Linked DNA regions of Rattus norvegicus: region 2 is linked to region 1. Evidence: chromatin contacts called from public Hi-C data. All regions are on one chromosome and are shown on one strand. The core of a region is the stretch at or near the end of the contact, and the rest is flanking DNA. Distances in the headings are between cores, read along the strand shown.

Region 1 (3,276 bases), core at 372-2,871:
GGGTACCCAGGTCTAAATGGGGTATCCATATCCCACCCCTGTCCCTACTGCTCATGGGTCATTTTGGAAGAGGAGGTAAAAGGATTGTAAGAACCAGAGGTAGTAGACCACTACAGTAAACAGTATTTGTCAGCTATAACAATTATAGACATGAACTACAATATTGATGACTACATACAGAAGCTCCTCACAAGACCAGGCCACCACATTCACATCATGAATTGAGGACAGACTCATGAAATCCCAGTCCATAGCTTAGGAGATACAGGCAATTGTTGGATACTGGTAGAAAGCCAGTTTTCTTCAGCGATATGGCTAATGACAGACACCTATGCCCATGCAGTCAGCACTAAGTGGATTCAGTGGGTTTAGAAAAATATCACATAAGGCTTGAAGGGAAAGGTGGTCAGAGGTAGGGGAGGAATTAGATAGAAGACCGTGTTGGATAAATTTGGTCAGAATGCATTATATTCGTGTGTGAAATTCCCAAACAATAAAAAATGGAGAACACATTTGAACTGATATTTTATAAAAATTATATATATAGATAGTCAATATGCATATAAAAGCATGTTTATCATCATTAAGGATTTTTAAAGTATGATGGAAAGACATTAAATATACTAAAATGGCTATAATTAAAATACTAATTGTTAGCAAGAATGTGGAGACCCTGAATTCCTATACACTACTATTGTACTGATGAGATAGTACAATGACTTCAAAGAATAGTTTGGTGACTAGTCCACCGAGCATATAGGAATGACCCTACAGTAGCTTAGGTATGAATAGTCATGCCAAATTTCATATGTAATAATTTTAATTCAGATATAACAAAAAGGACCACCAATGAGTAAGCGGATAAATTGTTGTATGAATGTATTGTAGAGCCTTATAACAGAAAAATGGATTAGTAATACAGCAGCAACATGACTGAATCTCTAGATATTCCTACTAGATCAAAGAAGCTAGACAAGCATAACTGTGATTATAGATGTATAGGGATGAGTCATAGGCAATTTTTACAAAAGAAGGGAAAGTGAGAGGAGTTGAAGGGGCAGATGGAGAACCTAAGATGACATAAATACGGTTCTCATGTATGAAATTCTCAGTAAAATAAAGGAAGTTTAATTAAAAACAATCTTACAAAAGAATCACAGAGGTAATAGATCTATTCATTGTTAGCATCCTGACTGTAGACAATGCTAGCACTTGTGAAACTGGACACTATAAATGTGTCTAATAAATCAATTCTATTCCATAAGGTTGATTTCTTTATAAACATGCTACAGTAACTACCAGTCTCAAGTTCATGCCCACCCTCTAACCCCAGTGAACAGAAGGTATGCTCTTTCTAGGACTCGTCTGAATTTCACTACACTGCAATATAATTTCATATACTGCAATCTACGTCTAGGATGGATGCAGGCTCGTCATGTCAGAAGCTTCCGATCTGGGAATGAACTTCTCTCTGACTCCCTTCTTAGAGGCTCCCCCTTCTTTTAGGTGTTTCTGGTATCTTTTCCTGTCCCTCTTTCTTTCTCTCTTTCTCCTTCCGCCTTTCTCCTCTCACAAAGATCAAGGTAGGAACTGTCAGGAGAGAAGAATGACTCCTAGAAAGTCTGTAGTTCCCACAAAGACTATGACATATTTTCCTAGCTCTCTTGACTTGTCTACTAGCACAGATGTTGAGGTGGGATGCCCAGATGCTGTGAAGAAGGTGAAGAAGAAGTGGTTGCAACTTTTACTTCCTCCTAGGGAAGTATCAGGTCCCACTGGCTGACAGTTGCAAGGCAGCCTCAAGCTCAGCTAGACAAAAGACCAGCAGAGGAGAGGGAACTTACTGATGGACTAATGCTTTGAGGCAGCTTCACAAGTGGAGAGTGGGTAGAGGTGGCCATGGGCCCAAAAAGCTTCAAGCTGTATCTTGAGCTAAGTTAACAAATCTTAAAGACTTCTCCCTTGAGGGAATTAAGAGTTGGGTCAGCCAGATCTTGAAGTCAGCAGTTTTGTCTTGGGCTCTTCCCCCACATCCTTCCTCCCTCTTTTCTTATTCCTTCCAACATCCACTGTTGCTAACCAGAGAGACGCAGACAGTTCTCTTATGTGTAATGTTTTTCCAGGGTGAACATAATTTTAACACACAGTTGTTTAGTTTTGACCAAAAACAAGTTAAATATTCAACAACTCTTGTGTGGTTCATGCCAGTTCAAGCATATTCCCACAATGCCTTGAGTAGGCTGAGTCCACTCCTGGATGTTCTGACAAAGAAAAAGGAAAGAGAAAGTGAGCCTTGTAAAAATTCCACAGAAAATTCTGGTAGTTTCCCTCTCTACCATTATCCAGAGCTTATTCTCCACTGGGCATCCCACAGGCCGGTCTCTACTTCTCACCTGGCAAAAAGTTTCTCTCTCCTCTTAGAGACGCCAGAGCAATTCTTGCAAGGATGACCAAGACCTTGGCTCCCAGCCAGGCTGGGGTTTATGTGAATCTTTACAAGCACATCTGCCAGTGAGCATTCTTCCGGGCTCCCATTGCTGCCCAAATGGGCCACATCAATCAGGGCCCAGGCTTCTTCCTGACAGAGTGAGAACAAGGACCTACTTATTTATGACAAACTTGAGTGCTTCCCTCTGCCAACTGGGCTCCCCAGGAGAGGAGATGGTCATTAAACCAACCACCTCCACTGTGCCCTTCCCTTGCAAAAAAGACCTGATTCTTTAAAGGGTTGCTGATGCCAAAAAAGGAGGTTAACTCATAGGTGGAAAGGGATGGAGAAAGAGAAGTAAGCAGCAGGTAAACCTCTGTCAACTCAGGGTTAACAAGAAAGTTACCTTGCCCACTTTATAACAACGACCCTATGATCCTGAGAGGAATTGCATCCAAGGTGCACATAACCGCTGAAAAACAAGTCTCATATTTGAAGTCAGGTACCTTTCCTCTTACTCAAAGGTTCTTTTCTACAGCTATTTTCATAGGGAGGAAGGATTTCTGAGTAACCAAGAAGTTCTCAAAATCCTACTTGTGCCAATCTAGGAGTTAAAACTCCCTGCAAACACTTTCTTTTCCTCTTGGGAGAACTGAGTTCCGTGATGACTATGGCATTTCCTCTTCTGGAACTGCATACCAGGGAACCTTATTCTAGTTTAAAAGGGTTCAGAATGTAGATTCAAAACAGAGAAGAAGAGACCCTCGTAGTGACCCTCATGAGGTCACGTTTATTAACTCTGTTATGGGATAGCATATGGAGAAACAAAGAGCTAAATCAGTTTATCC
Region 2 (3,276 bases), core at 423-2,922, 300 kb after region 1:
TCTTCTTCTTCTTCTTCTTCTTCTTCTTCTTCTTCTTCTTCTTCTTCTTCTTCTTCTTCTTCTTCTCCTTCTTCTCCTCCTCCTCTTCTCCTTCTTCCTCCTCTTCCTCTTCCTCCTGCTCCTCCTTCTCCTTCTCCTCCACCTCTTCTTCCTTCCCCCTCTCTTCTCTCACTCTGCACCCTGGCAATTTTGCTGGCTTCCTTCCTTGGGGCCAGTGAACTCACCCAGCCTGCTTGAGAGCAGCTTCCCAATAAACCTACCTTTAATGTCGTCTGAAAACAAACAAACAAAACCAAAATCACAATGGCATTTGTTTCAAACTACTTTCCTTCTACTTTTTCCTTACAGCTAAGGCACCAGGTTTAGTTTGGTTTTTTTAAGCATTGGTACTGCTCATAAGATTTTTTTCCAGAACATAGAGGACATGCTAAACTGTTTGCACTGACATAAGACATTGAATCTCAAAGTCTGAAGAAACAGCCACTGCTCAGCACATCTCAGCTGTGAGAAATGATCCCAGAGAGTTGGTGGCTAGAACCAACATGCATTTGTCCTGTTTCCCTGTGCCCGTCACTGCCTGTTCATACTAAAGAACACTGTACGTTCATCTTTGCGTGAGGGAGGTAGCATGAGGGAATACTACAAAGGACATCTGGCCTGGGTCCCAAGGCCCGCCGTGGCTGCTTACTGTTAGTTTGTCCTTGAACATGTCCATGAACCCTCAGTCCAGGAAGCCAGGAAAATGAAGTCTGCCTTTACAAAGCCAGCATGGTGAGCAGTCAAGAGAGCATCCTTAGTTAGTATCTAAAAACTTGACAACGGTGTGTTCCCTGGTGGCTGGCCCTTGAAAGAGACAATGTAGGTGCCCCATAATCCTTGCAACTTCGCTCAAAGACTCCAAGAGGCTAGTCCAGGCCCCCTTGGTGCCTCCTGTTCTGCTTTGCCAGTGACTTCATAAAAACCATCAGGACTGAGACTCGGTTTCCACCCTGGAAAAAATGCAGGATTGGAGCAGACAATTTCAAAGCGATGTCTAGTTTCAAGGGGCTAAAATTCTTTCTCTACCTCCCAACCTCTCAATTCAACTGCCAGATTTTGAAATCATCTCTTCTTTAGAAAAAAATAATGATTTGTATCAGGTGGTAAATCCTACCAGCTAACTGCCACCTGCGTGAGCTTTCTGCCTGGGCAGTGTGACTCTGTTGAGCTTCTCTGAGATGTAAGGTCAGCATCCATAGAGCAGAGAACAGGCTTGAGGTATGTGGAACTAAACGGTAGGAAAGGCAGCCATGCAATGGTGGGTGGAGTATGGGAAGGCAGGTAGGAGGGAACCACCCAGGAGGTCACACTTCTGGTTCTGTGTGAATGACAGATGTAGAAGGATTGACTAGAGCTCCACCAAACTCTTCATCAGGAAAGTAATGAGCAGTACTTGGAGGTCCAGACTGTGGATCTTGGACTTGATCAATGATTGACTTTTACCAAAGAAGTCTTTCTTCTGTATGACATTGAAGTTCTGAAGAAGGCATGTGGGAGTGGCAGCAGAGCTAGGGAAATAAGGAGGCATAGAAGGTTAGGTGAACTCTCCCAGCAGGCTTGGGCCAGTTTGCCAGAGCAGGGAGAGAAAACAAACACTGGCCAGATGGGGCCAGATCAGACACCAAAGATCCTGCTGACAGCCTCTTAGTCTCCATGCTTGGCTTCACATTGATGGCCACAGGACTTACTGGTTTAGGACAGGTTAGAAGTTCCTCCCAGGCTCACCACCACCCGCCCTGGTCCTAACTGCCTGGGGACTCCAGCCAGCAAGAAGTGCTCTGCCTGTAGTGAGTTTTGCTTCATGAGGCACTCCTTCCTTCCTGGAGAAATCAGCCCAGCCTGCTGCTCTGGCTCCAATATCACACTTCCCTTTCAGCTTTTGAATTTCAAAGCAAATCTGAGACTGACTGCAAACAGATGGATGGGGTCATAAAAATCCCCAAGCAGGGAGTAAAGAGGCTCAGGGATATAAAGGAGAGGCTTCTTGGAAGAATGGGTACCTTACCCATGCTGCAGTCCCCCCCTCTCTGCCCCAGTGAGCTCTGTGCAGCAAAAACACCACACATAGCTCTCTCACCTTTCCCTCTCCAAACTCTAACATTCTTAAACCTCAACTCCATTCAAATTTCCCAGGAAGCTTTTTGTGGCTTCCTCTCTCAGACTATAATCTTCCCCACCCATCCAGCCACCAGACTCTCCCTGGAGCACAGTGCTTTTAACTTCCTGGACTCGTGGTATTGATCATATACATCTTGCTATATTACTTGCAAGGATTTTACATGCCTTACCTCTCTAAGTAGACTCTAGGCTTATGATTGAAGAAAAAAAATTAAAAACCTCTCTCTTTTCAACTAATCCAATTTTGGACAAATGGACACCAACTAGGTACTTTACATAGTTTAAATGATAGGGGAAGGAAGTAAATAGAGTAACCACGAACTAACTAACATGAGGATCTGTTATAAAGCCATTGAAGAAATTTCCTTCTTCTGGAGGAGGTTAGAGTGCTTGGCTGTTCCCCAAAAGAAAATGATTGAACTATCTCAGATGGGATCTCAAAAGGGACACTGAAATGGATTGTTGGGGGTATGGAGTTTATTAGAAGAGTCATTAATGCCATGGATAGACAGACAGATGAATAATAGCCTAGCTGGGGCTCTAAAGAGAGGGATAAGAGCCCACCTGGCAGAAGTGGGAGTCTCTTCTTATCCGGTTCTGAGAATGAGTAGGTTTCACAGTGCCAGCCGTCAGCCAGGCTCTCTGATTCCCGTGCAGAAGGCAAGATGGAGAGCAGGACATGTGACCATCAGTAGCAGTTTTAATGGCATCTTGTTTCTCCAGGTGAGAGATCCTGTGCCTGGAAGTCTGTTAGCTAGGGGTTCTGGGACAATGTCTCAATGGGGTGCCTGTCCATATCTGTGAGAGAGAAAAGCTGCTGCGGGTGCTGAGGTCGGAGCAGCCAGCTGGAGTCTAACATTACATTCTTACAGTGACTTCATTCAAAAGGATGTCCTATTGTGTCGGCAGAGTGAAGAACACTTCCTCTTGGCAGAGAGAACAAAGAGACTGAGCTCAGTGCAAGCTGGGTAAGGAGGTAAACAGAGTTGAACACTACGGGGCTTTTTAGAGCTGTACAGACCTGAGCTCATTCTGCTCTTGGTTGAGTTCAATCCTGTGCAAGTAACTCAACTTCTCAGAGTCTCGATTTTTAATCTGTAAATCAGAATGATAGTAAAA

The links. Hi-C and Micro-C count contacts between places; a contact is called where the count stands out from the background.
Region 2: a Hi-C map of kidney shows a contact between it and region 1, with 2.3 times the contacts expected there. The contact joins two enhancer-like sites. A contact is called at or near these places in 12 of 12 Hi-C or Micro-C datasets (the A7r5 cell line, the Rat2 cell line, Schwann cells and 7 more) and 1 of 1 datasets of contacts at active chromatin or transcription factors (oligodendrocytes).

Annotation. Positions count from the first base shown.
Region 1 is chr5:133,086,785-133,090,060 of GRCr8, forward strand. No RefSeq gene overlaps it. Among named protein-coding and RNA genes, the nearest start is that of Skint10, 40 kb to the left of the region's middle. Within about 2 kb of position 1,622, at least 2 of the 93 cell types and tissues checked have an H3K27ac peak or open chromatin away from gene starts, as enhancers often do. A contact at or near this core is called in kidney, where this site is marked.
Region 2 is chr5:133,388,244-133,391,519 of GRCr8, forward strand. It overlaps Trabd2b (TraB domain containing 2B), which reads left to right. Exons shown (of 8, transcript XM_006238601.5): 7 at 3,030-3,125. Among named protein-coding and RNA genes, the nearest start is that of Trabd2b, 210 kb to the left of the region's middle. Within about 2 kb of position 1,673, at least 5 of the 93 cell types and tissues checked have an H3K27ac peak or open chromatin away from gene starts, as enhancers often do. A contact at or near this core is called in kidney, where this site is marked.